3 separate regions of the Mus musculus genome follow, and all the other regions are linked to region 1. The links are chromatin contacts, called in public HiChIP or PLAC-seq maps. All regions are on one chromosome and are shown on one strand. The core of a region is the stretch at or near the end of the contact, and the rest is flanking DNA. Distances in the headings are between cores, read along the strand shown.

Evidence for each region. HiChIP or PLAC-seq counts read pairs in DNA pulled down with a chosen protein or histone mark.
Region 2: an H3K27ac HiChIP or PLAC-seq map of trophoblast stem cells shows a contact between it and region 1, with 15 read pairs. The contact joins two enhancer-like sites. A contact is called at or near these places in 7 of 39 promoter capture datasets (the 3T3-L1 cell line, hippocampal neurons, liver and 2 more), 7 of 484 Hi-C or Micro-C datasets (the C2C12 cell line, the HL-1 cell line, Sertoli cells and 4 more), 5 of 115 datasets of contacts at active chromatin or transcription factors (embryonic stem cells, extraembryonic endoderm stem cells, pancreatic cancer cells and 1 more) and 2 of 9 other capture datasets (embryonic tail and embryonic trunk).
Region 3: an H3K27ac HiChIP or PLAC-seq map of embryonic fibroblasts shows a contact between it and region 1, with 28 read pairs. The contact joins two enhancer-like sites. A contact is called at or near these places in 4 of 39 promoter capture datasets (the 3T3-L1 cell line, cranial neural crest and trophoblast stem cells), 1 of 15 datasets of contacts at CTCF or cohesin (the NIH/3T3 cell line), 10 of 484 Hi-C or Micro-C datasets (the C2C12 cell line, the HL-1 cell line, adipose-derived mesenchymal stem cells and 5 more) and 9 of 115 datasets of contacts at active chromatin or transcription factors (cardiomyocytes, embryonic fibroblasts, embryonic stem cells and 5 more).

The regions. Positions count from the first base shown.
Region 1 is chr9:67,104,006-67,108,208 of GRCm38.p6, forward strand. Gm10646 (predicted gene 10646) reads left to right here. Exons shown (of 3, transcript NR_153957.1): 2 at 1,833-2,082; 3 at 2,748-4,203. It also overlaps the pseudogene Gm22145. Among named protein-coding and RNA genes, the nearest start is that of Gm10646, 3.8 kb to the left of the region's middle. Within about 2 kb of position 2,041, at least 108 of the 459 cell types and tissues checked have an H3K27ac peak or open chromatin away from gene starts, as enhancers often do. A contact at or near this core is called in the C2C12 cell line, the NIH/3T3 cell line, embryonic fibroblasts and 3 more, where this site is marked.
Region 2 is chr9:67,006,176-67,010,535 of GRCm38.p6, forward strand. No RefSeq gene overlaps it. Among named protein-coding and RNA genes, the nearest start is that of Gm30639, 4.5 kb to the right of the region's middle. Within about 2 kb of position 2,771, at least 37 of the 459 cell types and tissues checked have an H3K27ac peak or open chromatin away from gene starts, as enhancers often do. A contact at or near this core is called in embryonic fibroblasts and trophoblast stem cells, where this site is marked.
Region 3 is chr9:67,210,295-67,214,778 of GRCm38.p6, forward strand. No RefSeq gene overlaps it. Among named protein-coding and RNA genes, the nearest start is that of Mir190a, 24 kb to the right of the region's middle. Within about 2 kb of position 3,182, at least 44 of the 459 cell types and tissues checked have an H3K27ac peak or open chromatin away from gene starts, as enhancers often do. A contact at or near this core is called in the C2C12 cell line, the NIH/3T3 cell line, embryonic fibroblasts and 3 more, where this site is marked.

The DNA of each region.
Region 1 (4,203 bases), core at 791-3,290:
AGGACCCTGCTCTGTCTCACGGGAGTGTGAGGTTGCACTAACCTACACTGAGTGAATCCCAGGCCTTTGCAACCGGGCTGGAAGGGGCTCCGCTTCAAGCAGTGGGAGAGCGACAGATGAGGGTACTGGCAGACTGGATATGATAAAAATACACTGAATACGTGTACGCAGTTGTCAAAAAAATAAGTGAAAAATTATTTCAATAAATGCAAGAGATCCCTCAGTCAAGAAGGGAGTTTTCCCAGGGTGATGCTTAGCCATTGCAATCCAGATCTTCCAACCCTTGAGATTTCCCCAAATGTGGGAAACTCTATTGTGTAGTTTGGGGACTATGTTATAACTTTGCCTTATAAAAACTAAATAAAAATAATATAGTGCAAGAGAGAACTCAGATAATTCAGCTTGCCTGAGAGACTTTAGGATATATTGAATTGGATGAGTCCCAGAGGATAAGAAGGGAAGTGAGAACAGAAAGTTACTTGAAGAGATTATAATGTTTTTGTTTTCTTTCTGGATTTGAAGCCATTAGACAGTGCAAACGGGGCCTCTCCAGGTGCACCTGTGTGCGACTCACCTTTGCTGCCCCTGTGGGACACACAGTAGGTGTGGCTATCTATGTGGTCTTACTCAATGGTCATCTCTGGGACGGGTGTGACCATCAGATGAGGCCCCTGGCAGGGGAGCCCATGGTGGAGAAGCCTGCCCAACGCCATGTGGTCAAAAGAGGAGTGGGAGCTTCAGTCTCCAGCAGAAACCTTTCAGTCTTGATAGAGTCTGACTGACTCATCTAGGATCCTCCCAGTTCCTGTGGGAAAGTCCCATGTGCTGGGCAACCTCCTTAGTCCCCAAGCAAACTGGATCGTGGCTCATGCTAGGTCAACTGCATAAACTCAGGGATTTGACAGATGGTGGTTTGAATTCCATCCCTACATTTTAATGACTATGTGTGCACTTTAACTTTTTTGCCAGTAAAGCTCTCTCTCGCTCTCTCTTTCTCTCTCTCTCAATCTTAAAAAGAATTATTGTTTCTTTTGGCAAAAAGGTCACACACACAGCCAGCAGGCATTGAATGGTGGCCTGTCCAAACTCTATATAACAGACACTCAAGAAATGTTAGCTTTGGGGACAGAGACATGACTCAACAGGTAAGAGTTTTGTGCTCTCCCAGAGGATCCAAGTTTGGTTCCCATCTCTCACCTATAGCTCTAGTTCCAAGGAATCCAGTACTCTTAGCTTCATCTGCACAGGCAGCATTCACACACACACACACACACACACACCTCTTTATACATGATAACTATTATTATTTGTATCTTGTTACAGTTTGGGTTTCCTACGATGATATCCATCTGTATAAAGCAGGGCCTGGTTTCAGAGGTCTGGAACACCAAGATTAAGGACACCCATGTTATCCTAGTTACAAAACATGACTACATCCCCAAATCAGCCTGGAGCTTTGCTTATACCTAGATCCTCGTAGGCTATAGAGTTGGTGGGGGTGTAGGGTTGAATGCTTGGCTGTGTTCAAGTCTCATACTGTAAAGACAATACAAAACACCTTAGTTCCCCCCAGGACACTGTCTCTAAAACACCCTTTTGACTTGTATAACAAGGTGTGTGAGTTTGCAAGGAATCCCTGAGAAACCGTTTAAACTCTGCTGAAACGTTAGAAGGCACAGGCTATGCTAGGCAATTTTCCGGTGATGGGTGTTGTGAGCTGTGGCAGGGCCCAACTGCGGTCAGAACCATCAGAGTTAATGCAAGGTTGGGTCCTCTCTGATCAGGAGGGGACAAAACAAAAGTCCATTGTTTGTTTGTTTTTTTCCCCCCAGAGCTTGAGCCTGCCTGAGGATGAAACTTCAAAGCAATTCCACAGGACCCTTAAAGATGGCTAATCCTCAGGCAGAACTCCTTTTTCTGTCTGTCCTGCTTCCTGACCCCGCTGCTGGCAGCTGGCCCAGGCTCCCACCTCTGCCCAGGGAGGCATTCCCTCCCGATGACCTCATCAGAAACGGTCCCTCCCGCAGGCCAGGACCTCTCACCACAAATTCTTCTTCTTCATCAGAGGCCCTGAAGCCAACGGTGAGTGGGCTACCACATCCCCTCCTCTCTAGAGAGCCGGCTTGGGGCGATGAGTCATGGAGGAAGCCATCTGGCTGCTAAATGCTCGAGATCGCCTAAGAGCCATCAGTTCAGTTCACTCACAAACCTATGAATGGTTCCTTAAAAGAAAATGTAAAGGGCAAGAAACCAAAAGAGGGCCCTGGACCTAGCTCCTTGTAGAGTGCTTGCCTAGAACGCATGGAACGCTAGGCTTGATCCCTAACACGGCACAAAGCAGGCCTTCGCATGCTTCGGAAGGAGCAGAAGTTCAAGACCTCCCTGGGTACACACAGAATTTGAAGGCCTCCTGGGCTACTTGAGAGCCTGTGGGAGGTGGTAAGTAAATTATAATTTGAGAGTTTTGCAGTAGCCCAAGTGAGATACAAAGGGAAGTGTGGGGCTGGAGAGATGGCTCTGCAGTTAGGAGTGAGCACTGCTCTTGCAGAGCCTGCATTGATTTCCAGCTCACATCTACTGGTCACTCCAGCGCCAGGGGATCTGGACTCTGAAAACACCCGTATTCACAGGCTTACACACTGGGGTGTGTTGCTTTCATTCACAAACAATAACTGAAGGAAATGGTAAATTTCAGGGTTTTTTTTTTTCCCCTATAGACCTAGTGAGCTCTATTGTCTGATTCACAGACCCTCACGAGGAATTCTGGAACCAGGTGACCTGCCTTCCAAGTGACCTGCCTTCCAGGTGACGTGACCTGCCTTCCAAGTGACCTGCCTTCCAGATTTAGCATTTTGTAGCCATGGAGAGTAAATTTCTCCCAGTTGTTCATGGACTTGTGGGATATCAGTACATCAAGGAGGCTCCTAACTATAATCCCTCTTTTTAAAAGAAATGCCAGGCATGAATGTTGTTGCCACTGGAGGGAGGAGAAGGGATGAAGAAAGGATTCAGAGGAATGACAGGTAAATCTCTGACCCTTCCATCATTCCCTGTGGTGAACAGGGAGCTGAGGGACTAGTCATCTTGTTTACAGCCACGGCCCACAGGTCATTCCTCCGAACAAAGGATTCAGAGTTACCGCCATGAACCCAACAGATTAGGCTGAGAAACCAGATAGTCAGTATCTGAAAAGGCAATACCCTTCCTCACTATGAGTATGAGTATGAGTGTGAGTGTGAGTGTGAGTGTGTGTGTGGTGTGTATGTGTGTTGTGTGTATGTGTGTGTGTGTGTGTGTGTGTGTGTGGTGTATACGTGTGGTGTGTGTGTGTGTGTAGTATGATGTGTATGTGTGTGTGTGTGGTATGTGTGTATGTGGTGTGTGTGTGTGTGTGTGTGTCTATGCCTGTGTGTGTGTCTATGCATGCATAGCTGTGGAGGTCAAAGGTCAGTGTTGGTAATTTTCCATCAGTCACTGCTCTACCAATCTTCAGGCTCTCACTGAACCTGGACTTTGTGGAGTAGGCATGGGAGCCGTGCATAGGTTTTAGCATAAGTTCTGGGGATTCAAATCATGTCTTCATGTATTCAGCAAGTGCTCCAATCCATCTTTCCAGCCCCTGAAGGGCTTTTCTACAAGTGCTAATGTCCATGCATAGGTCTTCAGACCAACATATTTTCATTTCTTGTGTGTCTGAGTGAAGTGTATGTTGGTATCTTCCTCAGCCCCTCACCTCAAAGATCTGTCTCTGTGTGTAGGCCCTGGGATTACAGGTGTGTATGGAGCCAGGATTGTTTTACACAGGTGCTAGGATTTGAACCCAGGTTCTCAAGCTTGCCCTGGGGACACTTTACCAACTGAGCAATCTCCCCAGGCCCCTGATTCTCCCGAATCCTAGAGCCAAGTCTACACCAATGAGAACTGATTGCTGTAAGAATTTATTTTCCATTGATAAGAAACATGTGCTTCCTACATCCTTCTGGGAGTCTTGACAAATGACAAATTCAGTCGAACGTACAAAACTCAGCTGCCCACAGCAGCAACTCCTAAATCAACCTTGATTTCCTATTAGTCAATATTTCATGACCTCATTGCCAAGCCATGTTGATCTCCCCTCCCCTCCCGAGGTCTCCCCTCAGGCAGAATGTCTTGCCTGGGCTAGCCAAGGAAAGCTACTTGATTTCTCTGACAGGGCTGCTCTTG
Region 2 (4,360 bases), core at 1,521-4,020, 97 kb before region 1:
CACTGCCTTTGACTACCTGACTTTTCCTCGCTTTGAATGTCCTTCAGCAAACAGAGGCTGGCTGCTTGTTGAAAGCAAACCGTGACCTGGAGGATGTAAGGAAGGGCCAGTGAGGGGAGGGCGGGACAGCTTCTCTATGTATCTGTGGAGGAAGCCAAAGTACCCAGGGTCTATAGCAGTCATAGTGTGGCCCTGCTTAACAGGCAAGGATCTACTTAGAAGGCAGGAGTACTACTTAGGAGAAAAAGCTGGACCCAGTAATAACAAAAGAGCTCACTAAGAGGCCGTTCCTGTCAGCATAGTCAGCCTGCAGTGTTCGACTCTCTTGGGCAATTTGTCTTAAGCAGAGAAGCTGTTCGAGATGATCGCATTTGTTTTTCTTTGGGACAGGAAATCAGCAGCAGAAAGCTTTGGCCTGGTTTCAGACCATACCTGTTCTTTGTCTCCTGCTGAGCCAGTGGGCACAGGCACAGTGCCACTCTAGCTTCACAGGGACAGGAAAGCACAGCCAGGGCCATGCCCTGCAGGAAGGGTAGTAACTCTTTGTTGGTGAGAGTTTGATTTCTACTCTGGATTCTATAGCTCAGGTCTAGGGTCCCTGAAGGGCATTTGGATAGACCATCAGAAGGACCAGACCTTTTCCCAGCTCACTCCTACAGTCCCTCCCTCGTCCAGCAGCTCCCTCGTCCTTAGGCGTGAAGAGCCTAGGATGGAATATAACCAGCCTTATGCTCTAATCCCACTTCTACCACCTACCCAAAACAGGGATAACATTACTGACTCATGCCCTAGCTGATGCAAATAAAATATGCTAAGTCAAACCATGGAACTGTGGGAGCTTAGGGTTGTCTGTCTGGCAGCAAGGTATAGAGCATGTGTCTCAAAGCTCGGTTTACATGCTTCTCACTTGCCGACCCTAACAGAAGCAAATACAGGATAGACAGCCCATGATGCTTCCTCTGTCCAGAGTAAGTAGCTCCTCTCTTAGTCTTCTTCGTTTGTTCATATGTGCGTGTGTATGTATGTGTGTGTGTGTGGATGCAGGGCTTATGTATATAGAATACATGCACATGTGGGTGCAGGCATGTGTGAGTGTGCATATATGTGGAGACCAGAGAAAGTCAGGTATCCTATCTACTCTAAACTCTCTGCCTCTGTCAGGGTCACTGTCCCTGTCCGTGACCCTCCCTGCAGTGCTGGGTTTAACAGGCCTATGCTGCACACTTAGCTTTTGGTCCTTGTATGGCAAGTGCCTTCCTAACTTTATATGCAACCTCATTTCCACCAGCTCCAAGAGGGCAGACAGAGGAGCCTCATAGGAAATGCTCTGGATATGACGTTAGGAACCCTAGATCAAATACAAACCCTGCTGCCCCTTAGCTGTGAGATCAGGCTTCTGGCTCAACATCTGTAAAGTCAGGCCTGTCTTCCAGTACTAACATCTTTGATGATTTTATGACTCTGGGCAACTTGGAAAGTTTCTTCACTTCAGGAAAAGACTCAGATGCTTAGTCCAAAGGCATGCCATGTAATCCACTCCATTACCGTCTGAGAACAGAAAGGGTAAAACCTTCACTGCGGGGCAGACAGAACCATCTGCTGCCTTCCACAAACATGTTCAAGGTAGAAATGACTTTAAAACTGTCCCTCAGTGGGGCTGGCACAGTTGATACAATGCTCGCTCTGCAAGCGTGAGGGCCTACCTGAGGCTAGTCCCCAGCACCCGTGTAAAAAGGCTACACATGGCAGTGAGTACCTGTAATCCCAGCATAGGGATGCTGGGGCCTGGAGATCCTTGGGTGTTGCTGAGCAGCTAGCCTGGCCAAATCACTGAGCTCCAGGTTCAGTGAGAGACCCTGTCTCCCATCTCAAAGAATAAGGTGGAGAAAAACCAAATATCTGACATTGATCTCTGACCTCTGTACATAACTGTACACACACATACACATACACACACACACACACACACACACACACACACACACACACATATATATACACACACATTAGTGAAAACACACACACAGACACACATACATACACAGAGAGACAAACACACAGATACACAGACACACATACAGACACACACACAGACATACAAACACACAGACATACAGACACACAGGCACAGACATACACACAGACACACACACAAACACACACATAGACACACACAGACAAACACACAGATACACAAACACATACATACATACATACAGACAGACAGACAGACACACACACACACACACACACACACACACACACACACACACACACACAGTCCTCAGCAATTCAGAGTGATGCTGGAAGGCCCACCAACCTCTCCTCACCTGGGAAGTCTCATACATTCTTACGCTGTGACATTCCAAGTGAGAAAGGAAAAACAGCTTTAAGGCTCATACCAGTGAGACCAACCAAATTCCTCTGGCAAATCCAGGAAGATCTAGAATTCCAAAGAGCCACAGGAAATCTCACCCATGATTTCCTCCACCAAGAGGTGACATATGACCTGCACAGTCTTGTGACGGCACCTAGGTCCCAATTCACTCACCTTAAAGCTGCCCAGCAGCAAGTGTTTGTGCACTGAGTCCACAGAGACTAAAATGCAAGAATTCGCCTTCTGGGATCTCTGTCGCTGGCCTGTTCCCACCCCCATCCTTGCGGTATGGAAACGATTTACTGCTGGAAGACGCTTTCCTAGGCCTGGTACTGGGATTTCCCGGAGTAAATCACTTCCTTCTCTGCCCCCCAGGGAAGCCCATCTCCTGCTTGGGTCATAATTCAAACATTCTGCCTCCACGGAGCTGAAACGCTGGGACTGAGGATGGAAAGTGCCTGGGCCGATGAGTCTGAGCACCAAGAGTTATGAGCAGTGAGCTGATAGGCTGACAGGCATTTGCAGTGACATAATCTCCGCAGCCAACAGGCCTCTCACCCGGGCTCAGAGAGAGTAGATTCTCACTTCTCTAAGTCTAAAGAATTATCTAAACCACAAACTTGAAAAAATATCAAAACTACTATTCAACTACTGCTATTTAACGTAACTTTCTGGGACTCTGTCCCCTGAAGTGCGTGTCACCTCCCTGTTGAAAAGAGATTATCATCCTTTAGTGATTTTGTAACAAGGACAGGGACAACAGCGGATTGGATACATACAGGAGTATAGTCTCCCTTTGGAGTCAACAAACATTAAAAAAAAATTAAAATAAAAAACCCTATGTGAATGTGTGTGTGTCTTTGTGAGTTTATGTGTACCACGTGTGTGTGGAGGCTGGGTGAGGGGTGAGGGGTGAGGGCAGGGGGTGGTGGACTCCACGTTCTCTAAGCTGGAGTTCCAGGAGGTTGTGAGCTGCTATAGAGGTGCTGGGAATCGAACTCTGGTCTTCTGCAGGAGCAGGATTTATTCTCAACCACCGAGTCACCTCTCTAGTCCACACCAAACTTCATTTTTGTAACACCAGAGAGTAAACATTTTTGGCTTTATGAGTCATAAGGTGTGTGCCATGGGTTCTCAGCCCTGGCTCCAGAGCACTAAAGCAGATGGAGGCATTGATGAATGGATGCATTGCAATAAAACTTTATTTTTAAGCACAGAAACCAGAAGTTTGCATACCTCCATGGATCATAAATAATCATTCGTATTGTTTTGTGCATGCCACACACACTTGTGCACACATATATATGCTCCTTCTTATTGCCTAATGATAGGGTCTTTTCCTGAACAGGGAGCCTGGTTTTCAGCTAGGCTAACTGGCCAGCAAGTTCCTGGGATCGGTCCATCTCTCTGCCCAACAATGTTGTAGTGCAGGTTCATGCAGCCTGGGGCTGTGGATTTAAACTCAGGTCCCCATGCTTTGCACAGCAGGTGCTCTTACTCGCTGAGCCACCTCTCCAGCCCAGGAACTAATATTTTGATTTTGAGTCTGCGCCCCCTTCCCCCGCCCCCAACCATTTAAACATTCGGAAGCCATCCTTTACTCTCAGATTGCACAAAAACAATCTGAGAATTCCCCCAGGTCGTACATAGTCCGCCAAGCTCTGGTTTAGATGGTTCCCAGGGGAAAAAACAATAAAGAAGGTAAAATTTGGTTTCTCATGAGAGTATCCTTCCCTGGCAACACTGGCATCTTAATAAGACAAGTGGGTAAAGAAAAATGAAAGCCAAAAGAACAATTATTAAAAGAAGTGACTCAAGCTTAAGTGGGGCGGGTGGAGATAGTTCAGTGGGTAAAGGCACCTGCGGCCAGGTTGGTGACTTGTGCATCATCTCCAGAACCAGTTCCAGCAAATTATCCTTCAACCTCTATATACATATTGGACACATGCACACAGGAGGAGAAGGGTGGGGTGGGTGGGGGAG
Region 3 (4,484 bases), core at 1,932-4,431, 110 kb after region 1:
CTAAGTTATATCTTGAGTTGTCTCTACTTTTCAGAATAGCCATTGTCTACTAACCACTGTATCTGACCTAACACTTCTGTGACTATTAGGTAAAACTGATACTGAGGAAATTGGGGTCCCTTCTTGTGGTTCTTGATCTCATTAATGAAAGAATTTCAGAACGAACCCAACTTTAAGGACAATTGTACTGGAGTCTAAAAGACACCCGCCAGGGCAGGCTGCTGTGAACCTCAGCAGCTGACAGAGAAGGAGGATAGAGCGGAGAAGCCATGCCATGTAAGCTGGCAGGGAGGTTGGACATATAAGAAGTGACATAGGAATGGCCTCCACGGGCTCATAGATTTGAATGCTTGGTCACTAGAGATTGGCATTGCTTGAGAGGGATTAGAAGGTGTGGCCTTGTTGGAGGAAGTGTGGGACTTCAAGAGCTCAAGCCAAATCTAGTGTCCCTTTCTTCCTGCTGCCTATGAATGAATCCAGATGTAGAACTCTCAACTTTCCTAGTACCATGTCTGCTCTCATGTCTCCATGCTTCCACTAGGACCACATAAACCTCCGAAACTGTAAGCAAGCTCTAGTGAAGTGCTTTCTTTTATAAGAAAGGTACATTCCCATGATATCTTAGGGTTTCTATTGCTGTAAAGAGACACCATGATTATGGCATCTCTTATAAAGGGCAACATTTAGCACACTCCACAAGCCACACCTATTCCAACAAGACCACACCTCCTAATAGTCCCACTCCCTCCTTAGGAGCCTATGGGGGCCATTTCCATTCAAACCATCACCACGCTCATGGCCTGTTTTCACACCAATAGAACACTTACTAAGACAGGAAACAAACAACCCACAGTGGGAAGGGAGCTTGGAAGAAAGAGTAAGAAAGCCCCAAGTATTGGGGAAACCCAAGCTATGAAGGAAAACATTGTTAGAAAAGGATTTTTTTTTTTTTAAAGAAGAAGAGAAGTTACAGTTTTCTAAATGATTCAGACTTGGAAAGCTGCATGACTTTGGCCTGGTAAGCTACCACATTGGAATGTGAGAGGTAGTGGTGGTGGTAGCTTGGAATTCTGGGAAGGAAAAGTACAGTATCTCATTACAGGGATAATTATTGCACCTGTCGATAGCATAGCTTGAGGCAAACACTCCTTCCTGGTGGCGGTATCTTAGTCAAATGACTTACAACCACCTTCATTTTGTGACTACTACTTGCACAGTGGAACATGACATTCAGGGTGGCCTGGATCTGTGTTCCTGGGCCATGGTTGCTCACGCGTGGTTCAGAATAAGGTACCTCTCACTTCCTGTTGTGACTTTTCCTGGAGAGACTTGATCATGTTAGACACGGATTACCTAGTCATACTGTAACACTCCCTTTGGAGCAAGAGGTGTGTCTTTTTACCCACAGTTGTTAGACAAGCTGGTTAATGAGGTCACTACAGATTTGGAGTCCTGACTGTTTTCCCTCTGCCATCTTCGGGATAGACTCAATCCTGAGGCTAAAGCTGGAACTTCCATTCATCACTGCTGTGGGAGAGAGTCCAACACCGCCAGCAGATATTTCTTCTCCCCTCAGAAGAACCAGGGTGTACGTAAAGTCCACAGCCAAACACCCACCAGTAGGAGGAACGAGACCTTCCTTGACCCAGAGCACCTGTAGCTTCCAGTCAACTCCCCAGTTAGCACTGCTCCATTTTGAAAGGAACTGGGGAGTTAAGTAGAACTCTTCATCATGGATTCCTAGCGGTCTTGAAAGCAACTTGCTCAAAGTCACTTCTCTGAAGCCCAAAGCTCTTACGTGTTCTTTTTGCTTCCTTCCTTTGTCTCCAGACATTGAAGGAAGAAAGCCTGAGGTGTTGAACTGCAAGTGCCTATGGCCCAGGTGCCTGCACGGTTTATTAAAGAAACCTTTCTCTCTGTCTCCCCGTTTTTCTTCTAGACGGCCCTTTGTGGGTCCAGGCCATGAGCACCGTCTTCTAGGGACCAGGTCACACCATCAGAAGTCTTTTCTCTATTTCAGTAACAACTTTCTTTGGGTTGGATCCTGTACTGGCTATTTTTTTATGTCAGCTTGACACAAGCTAGGCTCACTGGGAAGAAAGAATCTTAAGTGAGAAAATACTTTCATATGATTGGTCCATAGGGAAGACTTATAGGGCATTTCTTGATATATAATTGATGGAGGAGGGCTTAGCTCACTGTGGGCACTGCCATCCTAAGCTAGTAATCCAGAACACTATAAGAAAGCAGGCCGAACAAGCCACGGGGAGCAAGCCAGTAGCAGCTCTCCTCCATGGCCTCTGCTTCAGCTCCTGACTCTAGATTCCTTTCCTGAGTTTCTGCCCTGACTTCTTGATGATGAACTGTGATCCAGAAGTGAAAGGGAAAGAACTCTTTGCTCCCTAATTTGCTGTTGGTCATAGTGTTTAGTTACAGCCATAGGAACATTAATAGACCCTAGCTTCCAGCTTTGTCAGTGGTGAGAGTTGACAAAGAGGTGCCAGTATATTAAGGATCAAATTGTGTTTCTTCGAAGCTGTGTTCGGAAGGGACTCCTAGCAAAGCACTCTTTGGAGGAGCTGTTTTGGACAGCTAGGGTGGGGCTGTATAGGTGAATAAGGAAGACAAGACAGCTGTGGTGGGCAGTAACTGTTTACGCACAGTCTTATGTTGCGTGTTCAAAGTTCAAACCAGAGGGCCCTCAAACACTGGTCACCAACAAACTAAATCCATCCTGTCTAAGCCATTTCATAGCTTTGGAAGCTGGTGAGGTTACATGCAACACGATGTGACCCCTGCCTGTGGCCTAGAAGAGGCTATCTCAAAGATGAAACATAGGCAGGTAATAATTCTAGTGATATTTTAGAGTAGGACTCTGATGAATTCAAGGTGTGGTTGCAAAAGCATTTGTCCCTAGATCATACAATAATTAAAACAACACCAACCAAAAAATCCCCAAGGATAAAAATACTGGTGTGATAGCATGGATTCCACGGTCTCTGGAGATATTGGACACACACAGATGTCTTCAAGCCCTCAAGAAGTTCCAGAGACACACAAAGATATTCACCTACACTTTGCTTCTTAAATTTTTCCTAGAAACTTTTTTCCCTCCAGAGAGACAGGGACACTCTACTAATGTCCCATGGAACCACACTGCCCCCTGTGGAACAGCCTGGTGCTGGCCAACTGTGCTGCTGGCTGCAAACATGGCTACCTTCTAAGACATGGGGCAGGGCTGTCCTGACAAGTCAAGCCTGCATGTCTGAAGATCGTGGGGCAAAGTTGCACTGGTGCGAGATCCCCTGCGCGTCTCTCTTCTCCCCTTTGGGATGAAGCTCCACACTCTACATTTTAGCACTGTCAATCTCCGTTTCTACACTTTACAGTTTTAGCCTTTTATGATTTTTCTCTCCTCCCCCTCCCCACAGCTCCAAACATCCTCCACTGCTGCTAAAAGCTCGACCTTGGCCAATTGCTTCCCTGGCTGCCTTTGATGGGCAGCTCCAGCCATCTCCTGGGCAGCTTGAGTTCCTGTCCCTCTCTGAAACTCTGGGTCCTTCTAGCAAGTGGAAGTGGGACTGACTTCTCCAGAGCCTAAGGTCTTGGAGGAAAGTAATGTTTTCTACAGACCCGGGTGCTGAAGTAACGACAGCCCTCCGTCTTCCTTCCTGCTTCTCTAACGATCCCTATAACATCAGAGTGCTGGGAGCACAGAGCCACCAGCTTTGCTCTGGATCTCTTTACACCTTGGGTCACCCAAGCCCCACACGCCTATGGAAGAGGATCAGCCTTCTGATGAAACCTGGAGCATTTCTGCAGCACAGTTCGGAGCAGAGGAGAACCAAACTTCCTTTTCCAAGCTGTAGAATTCCTGAAGCCAGAATTGAAGGGGAATTCTAAATATGGTCCCAAGGGTTTGGGCCTTGTACTGACCTTCTTAGGTAATGCCCCTGGACAGACCATCCTGTCCTTGCCCCAGTCCACCCTGGAACACAATGCCAGAGGCTTTCTTACTCTGGGGGAAATGGCGCAAGCAATTCTGTTGTGTTCAGGGCAAAGATGTTTAAATGACAATGCCCAGGGGAATGTCTCTCAGACACATAGTTACCATGGCACACAGGTGTTCCAGAGGACCCAGATTTGTTTCCTGTAAGCACTCTTGTAAGGCAGCACTCAACCACCAACTACCTGCAATTACAGTTCCAAGGAATCCTGTGCTCTCTGGCCTCTGTGGTGTGTTTAAACATATTCATTCTCTCTCTCTCTCTCTCTCTCTCTCTCTCTCTCTCTCTCTCTCTCTCTCATACACACACACACACAACTTTTTAAAGATGTCATGGTCAAAAAAAGGGGGGGCAAAGTAGGATTCTGGGAGCATCATTTGGAAGACATCACTGGCTGAGCAGCAGAGAGGAAGGTTCTTAGTCAGTGACCTCTGGATGCCCCCTTCCTGCCACAAACATATATGGAATGGAATGGTC